Linked DNA regions of Mus musculus: all the other regions are linked to region 1. Evidence: chromatin contacts called from public HiChIP or PLAC-seq and promoter capture Hi-C data. All regions are on one chromosome and are shown on one strand. Each heading gives the region's core, a stretch centred on a gene start, on an enhancer-like site or on the middle of the called end of the contact. The rest is flanking DNA. Distances are from core to core; before and after follow the strand shown. Region 1 holds the start of Elob (elongin B). Region 2 holds the start of Eci1 (enoyl-Coenzyme A delta isomerase 1). Region 3 holds the start of Mlst8 (MTOR associated protein, LST8 homolog (S. cerevisiae)).

Region 1 (4,435 bases), core at 97-2,596:
TTTTCTAGCACCCATATAGATTGGTTCACAATTCCACTTCCATGAGATCTGATCCCTTTGGCCTCCAGAGCACCTGAGCACCTGGACTGTATGAGAGCAGGTATCACACACACAAAAATAAAACTCACAGGCCTCTGAATTCTGGCTTTTCCAAGCTCTCTAGATATATCTAATTCAAAAGGTAGTTGGAATTTTTTTTTTTTTTGAGAAAATATCTCAAACAGTATTTTGTTCTTGAAATTCTGATCCTCCTACATCTAGCTCCCAAACAGGATTATTGCCCAGTTTTTTCCGCCTGGTGATCTAACCTAGGCTTTCATACAGGTTATGTTAACACTAAACACAGCTGCACCCCTGAGTCCTATCAAGTTTTTCTCTCCACTCCCCACCTTTCTTTTAAAAATCAACCTTAACCTTAAAACGGGAATTATGAGGAGCATAGAAAGCAGCACTAAAAACACTATGTGGTTCCTAGACCAGCAGAGGGTCTTTCAAGAAAAAGATCAGTGGGTATCAGTGAGAAAAGCCCTTTAGAGACATGAATCCAGGCTCTAATCTGGAGTTACAGCTGGAATTAGCTCAATGTATTTAGATTACTGGCACGCTTCTGGGAAGCCTGACTCGGGATTGGGGCATGAGGACCCAACTCCGCAGGCTAGCTTATTCAAAACTGGAGCTGGCTTCTGGAGGTGAGCTTGAATGCCAAGTGTTTCTAGAACATCAGAAGACTGGCGAGGGTAAACACTGGCTGGGTGAATCACTGGTGGGATCTTGACCTATCTTCTAAACAACACTTGCATTCCTCGAGTTCCACCCCACCCTGTGACAGTGGGATTCCGGTGGGCTCCCGACAGGCCGAAGGTGGCTAGCCAGGAACAAACCCTGGCTCTGCCACGACCTTCGGCTGCGTAAGATTATCGAGGCCTCGGTTTCCCCAACCGCTGAGCAAGACGGCCTGGCAGGGCGGGGCGGCTGCCGGGAGACCTGATGCTGCCGGCTCTTCAGCACGATCAAGAGACCTCCTTGTTAAGTGTCCTGTCTGGACCCCCGCGCGCGCAACCGCCACGCCCGCTCGTCGCACCTTGTAAAGCCGCTGCTCCTCTGGCGGCCGCTTGAGGATGCCCTCGACGATGCGCTTCAGTTCGAACACGGTGCTCGACTCCTTGGCGTCCGTAAAGATGGTGGTCTTGTGGCGCCGGATCATGAGAAACACGTCCTGAGGACGGCGGGCCCGCGTCAGCGCTAGCCCGCGGCCCCCGGCGTGGCCCCGGAGCCCCCGCCGCCCCCGGCCCCGCGCCCCTCCCCCCCGCGCCCGCTCACCATCCCGGCGGCTGCTTCTGGCTCGACGCGCCGGCGCGGCCGCGCTCCGCCCCTTCCCGGCAGCCCAAGCGCGACCCAGCGTGCTCTGCGCGGCCCCGCCCGCCCCGCCCCCTATCCTGCAGCCCCTCCCACGCCGTTGCGGCCATCTTAAGCGATCCGGAAGCCACTTCCTGTGCTTGGCCGCCATCTCGGTGTCTGGGTTATAGGTGGTTATATATTGAGCCCGTCTCGGATCCGTGGTGCAAGCTGGGCTTGCTTTGGGGCGTAGAGAGTGAGTCACGGAGAGCTACTCATGCATATCTGCCATGAACAATTTTATATGAGTGTTTTATCTGCATTTATGCCTATGCAACTGTTACATGCAATGCTTGGGAAGGCCAGAAGAGGGCCGTCGGGTCCTCTGGTCGTGTGGGGTGCAGGAAATCGAACCTAGCTAACTCCTCGAAGAACAGCCAGTCCTCATAATCATCGAGCCATCTCTCCAGCCCACGTTTATTTATGGGTCAAGCTCTTGCAGGGAATGTGAGGGGTAACTTTACAGCCATTTTGAGACGATGTACAATTTTGGATCTAAGATCACCACTGTGTATTCTCCTCATCCAGCTCTAGGCTTGGGTCTAAGGGTTTGTTAAATCCAATTCAGCCATGCTTTGTGGCCTCTTAGGAGCTAGAGAAACTATTGCTCTTCGAGACTTCTGCTGTAGTTATTAGGGTCCACTCTAGCTAGACTTGGCCACCTGGTCCCAGTACACCAACTAAAAAGTGTTAATAGTGAAAAGCATTGATAGGTTTACTTAATGTGGCCATAAGAAGAGGTCCAGTGACTTTCCCAAGTCGACTGTGGAGTTTGTTTAAACTGAAATGGAACAAATGAGTAGTGTTAGGCAAGGTATGGCCCATCATTTGACTGTCCTACAAGATGGCCTGATGAGCTGTGACATCTGTTTCAGGTCAAACCCTTCCTTATTCCAACATGAGATTCCTGGGGAAATCCTGATTACTTGGAGACCATTGTTTTTAACAGCCTTGAGAAGGCTAGGCTGACTTCACGACAGACTTCAAATTGGCAGTTAAGGACACTAGGCCTAAAAACTGGGCAAGTCCAGGGAAGTCAATTGATGATTTAAAAAAACAAAACAAAACAAAACCCTAGGCTCCAGCCTTCATGTCCAGGTAATGGACTGTCCCAACTACCTCGTCTGATGCAAGGACAGTGGGTCAGCAGCAGTTTCCAGACATCCTCAGCTACTTAGTAACAGTTCCCAGACCTCCCCAGCAAGTTTCTAGTCCCCACACCATGTTAATAGAATTCTGTAGAGATGTGCACAACAGATTAACATAGAGGTCACCTACACTGGAATTCTCTAATGTGCTTTAAATCAGGCCTGAAAGCTCACTTGGGTGTCTCTATCTTGGTAATAGGAGACCCCAGCATGCTGGACTTGTGCAGCTTAAAACATTCTTTGCATTTACATACTATTTGAGTCTGGGGTATCATTCTTTGGAGAATCATGTATCCTTACAGACTGATAGTCAAAGAGGGGTGGGGAACAAAAGGACAGTGGCTCTTTGGATTATCTTCATTCCTTTTACTATCTCTGGTACATTTCCTGGGACTGAAGAAGACAGGATATTGTCCTCTCCCTCCAGGAACCTGGGTCAACAGCTCACCTTCCGTCCTAGATTCAGTTCCCAGAAAGGTCTGTAGGCTTGATTTTTCAGACCCTTCGAACACTGATTTGTGCCATCCTAAATTATAAGACCAAAGGCCCTCTCAGCTTCTCTGCCAGTGGTGGGCAACCATCAGAGTTTCAGACAAGGCTAATGGGTGGCCCTAAGTTGTAGGATCTGGGAGAATTGTCTGTCTGAGCTTGTTAGGGAAATAGGAACAAAGTGCTAACTAGCTCTGTTTGGAGCAAGTTTTCCTGATACTCTTAAGCCAGGCTGGCCTTGAACTCAGTAGCCACCATACCTACCTAGAGTGAGCTTTCCTCATTTTAATCATATTACAATACTAAATTCTCTGCTAGAGACATTCCCACCCTATTTAAACATTTTTATTTTTAATTATATGTTTGTGTGGGGTCTGTACATGTGAGTGTCGTGCCTGGGAGGCCAGGGGTTCCCTGTAGCTGGAGTTACAGGTGGTTGTGGACTGACGGCCATGGGTGGTAGGAATTGAACTCAGGTCCTCTGCAGAGCAGTATGTACTGTTTTAACCAATGGGTTCCTACTTAATTATTTTGGTGGCCTGGGCTGGCCTTGAGGTCTCAATTTTTCTACTGCCAACCTCCTGACTGAGTGCTAGGATCATAGGTATATACCACAATTTCCTGTTTTTTTTTTTTTTTTTTTTTTTGTTGTGTGGGTTTTTTTTTGTTTTTTTTTTTTTTGAGACAAGATCTCACTATGTAGTCCTGGCTGACTTGGAACTCCCCATATAGTATAAACTGGCCTTGAGTTTTCAAGATGTACAGAAATTTTTTCCCCACCCATTCTATGTTTTAAACCTGCATTGGGACTGAAAAGATGCTTGGGACCCCACAATCACAGAAATGACTGTTCTTATAGAGTTAGTTCCCAGTGTTCGCAGCAGATGGCTAACAACTGCTTGCAACTTCAGCTGGAGGGGATGTGACAGTGCTGGCTTCTGTGGGCACCTGCACTCATGTGCACAGAGATAGAGGCACACTTGGACACATAATTACAAAGAACACCAGGAGCACAGCTTTAATCTCAGTACTTGGGAGGCAGGGGGAGTTGAGTCTCTCTCTGTGAGTTCAAGGCTAGCCTGGTCTACATAGTTCCAGGCCAGCTAAGGTGACAAAGTAAGACATTGTCTCAAAGTTTTTTTCTTTCAAAAAGTGCCGCGGTGAGGCATGATATCAGACTGTCCATATGCAAGAACGCATCTTTTCCTGTGATGGCAAGTCTTTCTGATGTTAACTTTGGTGAGTCTTCCAATAAATTCCTCTTTCTCTTTTTTTCTGTGAGACTGTCTGTCTAAGGGAAGCTCTCTAGGGCTCTCATCTGCTATAAGCAATCAAGGTCACTCATTTCCTGGCTTGATTCACTTACTATGTGAACCCACCATGCTGCTGCCCTGGCTCGCATT
Region 2 (4,571 bases), core at 624-3,123, 600 kb after region 1:
AACTCTAGCACCTGGGAGGCAGAGGCAGGCAGATCTCTGGGAGTTCGAGGCCAGCCTGGTCTGTGGATCTAGTTCCAGAATAGCCTGCTATATACAGAGAAACCCTGTCTCGAAAAACCAGAAGGGGGCGGGGGGGGGGCTTTCGGGTGAGACATAGCAGAAGCCACCGTTTGGGGTTGTGAACAGAAAAAGAATTGTCTTAGAAAGGCCAGTCTGTCCCATAGCTGTGCTGTTTGAATATTGCACTCTTGGCTGACCAGGCTTCTCTTCCCACAGGTCTCGATCCCCAAGACGCAGGTCCCCTGTGCGTAGGAGGTCTCGCTCTCCTGGCCGCCGCCGCCACAGGAGCCGATCCAGCTCCAACTCCTCCCGATAAGCAGGGACATTGATTCGTACCTCTGTAACTTATGTTCCCCAGACTCTGTTTTGTCCTTTTCTCTAGCCAAGTGAGGGTCTGTAGAGAAGGATCCCTTACTGGGTACAGCAGTTGAGATATCTCCTCTACAGAAGGGTTCTGGCTTGTAGAGCTACTGTTGGTTCACGGCTGCTCCCATAGAGGTGCCCTGTAGTTTTCTGGCTAGAAAGTTCATCCCTTCAGTTCTTGATAGGCTGGTAGCAGAGCCAGCTGGAACCTATGGCAGCACACGGATTTCCACAGATGACCCAGAACCAGACAGCCTGGTCTAGCCCCCGCTGTGCCACACCTGTGCAAAGGACCACACTGCTCTTCTGTTCGGCCGACCATGCCCTGCTGAGTACGCTTCAACTTAGAGGGCTAAAACCTTTGAAGGATTCCTCCACAAATGGTTACCTTTCTGTCCCCGTGTCTCTGTTACTTTCTAGAATTTGTGAGCCAGTTCTACAGGGTCCTCATGAAACCTACCCCACCCCGTTGTCACCTGCCATTCATGGTGATGTTGCAGGTTAACCTTGGCAGTGTGTACATTGCCCCTTTTTGCTTTTATTGTACAGTCAGTACTATAAAATTTGTTTTGAGTTTTATAACTTTGTAGCATTTTAGATAAGGTTGTGTTTGTACTTGTGTAGAGTGAAAGGACTGTTGAATAAAACCTAGGATTAGAATGCAAATTGAGTGCTGGTTTTACTGTCTGTCTTAGTCCAGAAGAGTCATAATTTGTATGACTCAACTAAGAACTCACTTTGAGTTTAATCCCCAAAGTGGCATTTCTAAAAGCCAGGAGGACAGGTGGTGAGACGGCCTGGGGCTCAGAAGCTGACTCTGCCTGAGATGCTGCCGCCGCAGGAAAACTGGGAGGGACAGTTCTCTCTTCTGTCTCATACTGGTGCACCACAGAAGAAAAGTCTTAACCAAGAAGGAAGACTTCAGCCCGGCGTGGTGGCGCACGCCTTTGATCCCAGCACTTGGGAGGCAGAGGCAGGCAGATTTCTGAGTTCAAGATCAGCCTGCTCTACAGAGTGAGTTCCAGGACAGCCAGGACTACACAGAAACCCTGTCTCAAAAAACCAAAAAAAAAAAAAAAAAAAGAATAAAAGGAAGACTTCTTGTGTTTGTGCCCCTTGAGTATTGAGTCAAATAAAAATGCACTATTTGGGGCAAATAGCCTAGGTAAAGCCTCCCAGTCACCCCTGTGCTGGCAAGGCCGTCTGTTTTTCACTACGGTGCCAGCCTTGATTTATGGTCCTAATCCCAGCTCTGCAAGTGCCTCTGAGCTCTGGCAGCTCGCCCCAGCAGAATGAAAGCACTCTTGGACACACACCCTGCCCTAACTGGCACAGGGGAAACCCAGTCCTCTGGACGCTGCGGACTGGCTAACCTTGGCCTTGTGGGGCGGGGCCGGCCGGAGAGGAGGAGTCTGCAAGGCCGGGCTGGAAGCGAAGCCGCTGGCTCTGTAGTCCCCACTGATATCCAAGATGGCGCTGGCTGCTGCGCGTCGCCTTCTGCTGCACGCGGGTGCGTGGCCCGGGCGAGAGCGCTGGTGCAGGGCCTCACAGGGCTGGGTGCGCGGGCGGCGGTGGCGAGAGTCTGGGCGTGCTTGCTAACGTGCTCCGGGCTGTCTGCAGGATCCCGCCTCGGGCGCAGGGAAGCGGTGGACGGCGCGCGGCGCTTCGCTAACAAGCGGGTGCTGGTGGAGACGGAGGGCCCGGCAGGTGAGAGGGAGGGAGGGCCACATCTCGTTCATGTCCTCGGGCTCCGAGCCCACACGGTCTGTGAGGTCGGGCTGACGATGAGCTCTTGGAATTCCCAAAAGCAGGGAGTGAGCATAAGCTCACATAAACTCAGATTCTGATTAAAACCTAAGTTCATACCGGGCGGTTTAAATGACAGAATGGGTGAGTTTTTAAAGCTTTGGTTAAAGTTCCTAAAGTTATGGTCTGTTACTTAAACTATTAGTTAAGAATGATTATAGCTTGCGGCGGTGGCTCATGCTTGTAAACTCAGCTGAAGCCAGTCTGAGCCACGTGAGACAGTGTCTCAAAAATCTCACAAAAATGATTGGGAGCGTTTTTGAATATTTTCCTAATACTGGAATGTGGCACAGCAACATTTTCCTAGTTAATGTTGGGTCGCTCCCTGCCCACAACAGAAGGAAGCACCTCCCCTCACAAGCAGAGGCAGGAGGATGGTGAAGTTGAGGCCAACCTGGGCTACGGCTGGAGCCTGCTTTTCCTGTGCTGTTTTGTTTTTTAAAGTGACGATGCGGGGAGAGGGGGAGATTGTAATTTTCCAGGACAGTGACAATGCACTTATGGAAGAAAAACCTGGGAGGGGAGGACAGAGCTAGGGCTAGAGCTTAGGATCACAGTCTATAGGGGGAGGGAGCATTCAACCTAGACATGGAGGTCAAAGTCTGCAAAGTCTGGATTCCCCCCCCCCCAGAGTGATAGAATATGAGTGCACTGGAGAGAGAAAGAAGTGCCTTAATAGTGCCAGACCTGCAGGCTTCAATCCCAGTACCACAAAAGGAAATAAATAAAAATACTACAATAGGTAGCAGTAAAAACTATACCATGGCAAAGTCAGTGGATTATACACTTAAAGGTGACAAGATGTTTAGACTATCATGTAGATGTCATCACAATTTAGAGTAATAAGGTAGTGGCATATATTTTTACATGTATATATTTACCTATATATTTTATATATAATTTTAAGTAATAAGTACGTAACTTATGTATCTCTAGTGAAAAAGCAAAGGTAAAATAGCAACTGGTTTTATTTATTTTTTTTTTTGGTTTTGTAGAGCCAATGGTCCCTATATTTCAAAGGCAAAATTTAAAAGTCCATATGTCCCTTTAGCTTATGGGGTTTTTGTTGGTTTTTTTTGTTTGAGACAGGATTTTATTTATCCCAGGCTGGCCTGGAACTCATGTAACTGTGTGGCTGAGACTTAACCCACCTGCCTCTACCTCCCAAGAGCTGTGATCACAAGTGTTTGTCACACTTTACTTTTTTCTTTTTTTTTTTTAATTTATTTTATTTATGTACGTGGGTTTGGAGGATTTTTGGTGTTTGTTTGTTTTTGCCTTCCTGTATGTTTTGGCCTGTGGAGGCCAAAAATAGGATGTTAAAATCCCCTGAAGGGCTGGAGAGATGGCTCAGAGGTTAAGAGCACTGACTGCTCTTCCAGAGATCCTGAGTTCAATTCCCAGAAACCACATGGTGGCTCACAACCATCTGTAATGGGTTCCAATGCCCTCTTCTGGTGTGTCAGAAGGCAGCTACAGTGTACTCATATACATAAAATAAATAAATAATTCTCTCTGTCTGTCTGTGTGTATGTGTGTGTGTTTCTTTTTTTTTCCTTTTCTTTTTTTTTTTTTTTTTTTTATTCCGAGACAGGGTTTCTCTGTGTAGCCCTGGCTGTCCTGGAACTCACTTTGTAGACCAGGCTGGCCTCGAACTCAGAAATCCACCTGCCTCTGTCTCCCAAGTGCTGGGATTAAAGGTGTGCATCACCACCGCCCGGCTTTTTTTTTTTTTTTTTAAATAAATAATTCTTAAAAAGAAAACTTAAAAAAAAAATCCCCTGGAACTGGAGTTACAGTTATGAGCTGCTATGTAGGTGTTAGGAATCAAACCCAGGTCCTCTAGAAAAGCAACCAGTATTCTTAACCACTAAGCCATCTCTCCAGCTTCTTCTAGCTCACACTTTTAAGTCCCCAGCACATAAACACCCTAAAGACTGTGAACATTGCTAGCACAGAAATAGTCTCTTTCTGAGTTGACACAGGGTCTTTTTGGCAGAGGTTCACTTGATATGACGATGGGTTTTTTGACCTGTTTCACCATTTCTCCAGTGTTGCCTAGCAGGCGCTTCCAATGGGCATTCTGCTCAACCCACCATTCAAGAGTTTATCTGCTATGCACCTTGTTCCAAGAAGTTGGTTTCTACTCCCACAGTGACCAAGTTCATCTGTTCTCTTTTGTCAGCTCATGTTCTCCTTTTGCCTCGTAACCTTTCCCCTAGTGTCCACCCTCCTGCCAGACTTTTCAGATATTTTCCTTCCAACTAAACTTGAGGTGTTTGTCTTGTGCAGCCTGTAACTGGGCCACAGTTACCTCTCCCTCTTAAATCAAAGGTCTTAAC
Region 3 (4,381 bases), core at 446-2,945, 650 kb after region 1:
AAGTCCCCACCCCACCCCTGACACCTGGCCCCATGAGCATTCCTCACCTGGTTGGGATGCAGACACACGCAATTAATGGGTGCGTTCACCTGGAAGATACGCTGACACTGCAAGTTCCGGGACCTGTGGGGAGTTAAGGTTACACATGGCTTCTAATGGATTTGATCCATGCCTCTACCAAAAGCCCCCATTCTCTGCTCAAAGGAGTTGCTTCTACCTTAGGAGAAATGGTTGTGAAGTTTAGCTCTTTCTCCACAAGCTTGAGGTCAGTGAAAAGGGAAGGAAAGTCTGGCCCCCTAGCCTCAAGGCAAGGCTAGCTCTCTGATGTAATTCTATTCTGCTTTCTACCTTCCCTCCATCGCCCGCTCAACCCCTCTTGCACTAAGACTAACTGATTGCAGAATAGCCTGCCCACAGACAATCCCCTGGCCTGCCCACTCCCCGGGCAGCCGTCCTCTTCAGCCCAACACACAACACCACCTGAGGTCCCAGATGCGAGCTGTGCAGTCCTCGCCACCTGTATACATCCAGCGACCATCCTCGTGAAAGCCCACTGATGCAATGTTCTTACTGACTCCGTCATAACTGATGATGGGGTTGGGGTTATTGGAGTTGAGATCATACATGCGGATATGTTGGTAACCTAGGGACACAGGGGGAATTGAAGCATGGGTGTGCCAGGTAGAACTACGGCCAGTAAAGGGTCAGAGGTCGAGAATCTCAGGTACCTGCAGCAGCAATCATGCTTCGGTCCGGAGTAATCTCCAATGCATTTACCTGCTGAGCATGTTAAGGATAACAGGAAGAGAACCCAGAGAGGGAAACCTTGGGGCTACAAGGCCATCAAGACCTCCACCACCTGGCCTGAGTTTCCCCAAACACATATCATTCATACTTAATTCTGGCCAGCACCATCCTGCTGCCAAGAGGAGGATACAGAGTCCTGATGCTGCACTGTTCGAGTGCAGATTCCACTGTGAGCCTGCCAAAAGCGCACCGTGTGGTCATAGCCTGCAGTTGCTAAGATGACAGGGTCACTGCCCACTGTGCCTGGGGTGGTATTCATTGTTTGATGGCTGGAGAAAAAAAATGAGACCTGCACTGGGCCAAGAGGTGATAAGTAAGGTCCAAAGGTCAAAACGTTTGGAGAGAAAAGATGTACGCATAACAATCTGCACACTACAGTGTACCGGTATTAACTTCACTTTAAAACTAAGAAAAATAAGAGTGTTCAGGGTCACGCTGACAGTCTCAAAAAAAAAGACTCCGGCTACTTTGCTCCCGGGAGAGTGTTCCTTCAGCTTCACCCTCACGCTTGGAGACGCCACCTCGCCAGCAGCCAGCAGGAGGCAGTCACACGCAGAAGGCCATCGCCCGGGCGCCGTCTCTCGCAAGGGTAGGCAACGCATGCGCATGGCGACTAAGGAAAAGCCCGGCACTGCTGCTGCTGAGCATGCGTAGTTGACCGGCACTGGGATCGGATGGGTGGGGGCGCTATCTGGCAGGACCCCCGCGCTCCCCAGTGCTCTGCACACCGCCCTGGCTCTGTGTTACCGGCCCGATTACCCCGACCGCACTCTCCTAGCCACCCAGTGGTCGGTAGCAGCCCTCATCCCGTGTCCCCCGTACCTTAACACACGCTCTGCACTCTGCCTTAGTCCAGGACGGCGAGGCGAGGAGGAGCTAGTCGATAGAAGCCGGGCCGAGCGTAGAGCTATCGATAGTAACTCCGGGCGAGACCATGGGTCCGGGGAGTGGGGGAGTTGAAAGGGATACCAGAGTTCTGAGACGAAGAACTCCAGAAGTGATCGTGCTCAGAATGGCCATCAGCCGCGACGCCACCCTTCAACTCACTGGGAACTACAGCCATGGTACTGCTGCCTATTTTCCAGACTTGGCTCCCAGAAGGAATTACACTGTCGTCGTCCCTCCACCCCCCGCAGACATACACAATCACCTACCCTACCAACCAAGCTAGAATTTCTAGGTAATGCAAAATTTTCAGATAAAAATCATTTTTTCTTTTCTTTTTTCCTTCCTTCCTAGCTTTTCTCTCTTTCCTTCTTTCTTTCTTTCTTTCTTTCTTTCTTTCTTTCTTTCTTAATTTCTTAATTTCTTAATTTCTCTCTCTCTCTTTTTCTTTTAGTATAGGCATATCTCAAACACTGTACTAAAAGAATTACTTTCTTACAAGAAGTTTGAATGCAACTGGGCAGTCTGTTACTTCTATTTGCTTTATCTGGTAGCCATAGTCTAGACCCTTTCAGCCTGATCCTGAGGGCACATAAGCTAGCCCAGAAACTCGTTTAAAACTGCAGACTCTCATGCCTCCATTTTTTAAAATTTTTAATAATACTTTTTATTTAACCCAATATATAAAAATATTCTTTTAACACATTCAACATAAATATTTTGTGCTTTTTTATTTTAAACTGAAATATAGTGTGCATCATGTTCTTGTGAATAGTTTCAATTTAGACTAGATAGATACATTACAAGCACTCAACAGCTTTATGTGTCTACTAAATAACATTGAACAGATAGGTGTAGAACATCTGATTCAAGAACAGCAAATTAGCCGGGTGGTGGTGGCGGCGCAGCCTTTAATCCCAGCACTTGGGAGGCAGAGGCATATAGGAGAGAATAATATTTATATTCCTAGCTGGGGAAAGCCTAGCTGGAATATAAATATTATTCTCTCCTATATTACATCCCAACTGCAGTTTCCTCTTCCTCCCCTCCCCCAAGCCTCTCCTCTCCTCTCTCCTCTCTCCCAGATTCACCCCACCACCACCACCACCAAGTACTTCCCCTCAGGAAAGAGCAGGCCTCCCAGGGACATCAACCAAACACACACAAGCTACAATAAAACCAGGCACATACTATCACTTTAAAGCTGAAAGAGGCAACCCAGCAAGAGGAGAAGGATCTCAGGCAGCAGAGTCAGGGACAGCCCAGCCCTGTTAGGATTCCAGAACACCAAGCTTATATGCAGAGGACCTAGGTCAGAGCCTTAGCAGCTCTCTGACTCTGCAAGACCCCAGGAGGTCCACCGGCCCCTCTGTGTTCTTGTGGTGTTCCTGACCCCTCTAGTTCTTCTAATCCCCCCCCCCTCCTCTGCAGGACTCCAAACTCCGCCTAGTATTTGGTTGTGGCACTCTGCATCTGTCCCCATCAGTGGCTAGGTGAAGTCTCTCTGGTCTCTTGGTGACAATTCTGCTATCATGCCTCCATTTTTATTACCCAGCTCTACAAAGTTGTCCTTGCTTTCTCATGATCTCTTCCCACTGCACCAGTAGATGGGGCTGCAACCCCCTTTCCCTCTAGCCACAGAGAGGGTAAGTCCAGCTCCTTAGCCAAGGCCGGTTCCCCTGTCTACACACCCAGGTTCCTGGTCATAGACACCCTCTTCCTATATCTCTCCCCAGTCCCTGTTTTACCTCCTTAGCATATTTTTAATATGGATTTTTGGTTTGGTTGCTCTGTAGACCAGGCTAACCTCGAACTCAAGAGAACTGCCAGCCTCTACCTCCCAAGTGCTTGGATTAAATGCATGGGCACAGACTCCCTCCTAGGTGTGTTTTGTATGTTTGTTTGTTTGTTTGTTTGTTTTTCTTTTTTTTTTCGAGACAGGGTTTCTCTGTATAGCCCTGGCTGTTCTGGAACTCACTTTGTAGACCAGGCTGGCCTTGAACTCAGAAATCCGCCTGCCTCTGCCTCCTGAATGCTGGGATTTAAGGCGTGCGCCACCACGCCCGGCTGTTTGTTTTTCAATCGGGATTTCTTTGATAACGTATAGTAACTTCAAATTTACAATGTAGCCAAGAATGACCTTGAACTTCAGGTCCCCTCTCCATCTCCTGAGTACTGAGATTACAGGTGGCTGTGTCACCACACCCAGTTTTATACAGTATTGGGGATCTAACACAGGGCTTTGCACATCAAATACTAGGCAAAAATAACTTCTGTTTCAATGCTAGCTCCAGCTTCCCTCATAGCATGGGCGCGTGCGTGCGCGCGCGCGCGCGCGCACACACACACACACACACACACACACACACACAATTCCAATACTCTCCTTACAGCTAAAATTCTCTCTCCTTCAAAAGGCCTCCCTTCCCATCTCCCCCTCAGCTCTCTGGGAAAATTCCTCAAGGCCACTGCCTTTGTCACACTTGGTTGATACATTCTTTCCACCTCTTGACCCTTGTGTACTGTGGTTTACAGAAAAATCTCATCTCACCCTTGTGCCTGAGCACCAGCACTGGATCTACTGTAGTAGTCTCTCTTCTTGGCCCCATCCCGCTCTGGACATGCTACCACTTTTTTTCTTGACCTTGCCCTAGGCTCTGTGGCTTCCCATGCCATCTTTATCCTGGTG

Evidence for each region. HiChIP or PLAC-seq counts read pairs in DNA pulled down with a chosen protein or histone mark. Capture Hi-C pulls out chosen DNA fragments and counts their contacts.
Region 2: a promoter capture Hi-C map of adipose tissue shows a contact between it and region 1. The contact joins the promoter of Eci1 here to the promoter of Elob in region 1. A contact is called at or near these places in 1 of 39 promoter capture datasets (cranial neural crest), 1 of 484 Hi-C or Micro-C datasets (the G1E-ER4 cell line), 2 of 115 datasets of contacts at active chromatin or transcription factors (T-cell acute lymphoblastic leukemia and regulatory T cell precursor) and 1 of 9 other capture datasets (adipose tissue).
Region 3: a FOXA1 HiChIP or PLAC-seq map of pancreatic cancer cells shows a contact between it and region 1. The contact joins the promoter of Mlst8 here to the promoter of Elob in region 1. A contact is called at or near these places in 2 of 115 datasets of contacts at active chromatin or transcription factors (microglia and pancreatic cancer cells).

What each region holds. Positions count from the first base shown.
Region 1 is chr17:23,827,763-23,832,197 of GRCm38.p6, forward strand. Elob (elongin B) reads right to left here and starts at 1,347. Exons shown (of 4, transcript NM_026305.2): 1 at 1,321-1,347; 2 at 1,082-1,216. The coding sequence starts at 1,323.
Region 2 is chr17:24,424,810-24,429,380 of GRCm38.p6, forward strand. Eci1 (enoyl-Coenzyme A delta isomerase 1) reads left to right here and starts at 1,874. Exons shown (of 7, transcript NM_010023.4): 1 at 1,874-1,933; 2 at 2,044-2,130. The coding sequence starts at 1,894. It overlaps Rnps1 (RNA binding protein with serine rich domain 1), which reads left to right. Exons shown (of 9, transcript NM_009070.2): 9 at 277-1,089. The coding sequence ends at 376.
Region 3 is chr17:24,477,383-24,481,763 of GRCm38.p6, forward strand. Mlst8 (MTOR associated protein, LST8 homolog (S. cerevisiae)) reads right to left here and starts at 1,696. Exons shown (of 9, transcript NM_001252464.1): 1 at 1,630-1,696; 2 at 938-1,076; 3 at 729-780; 4 at 481-643; 5 at 48-123. The coding sequence starts at 1,066.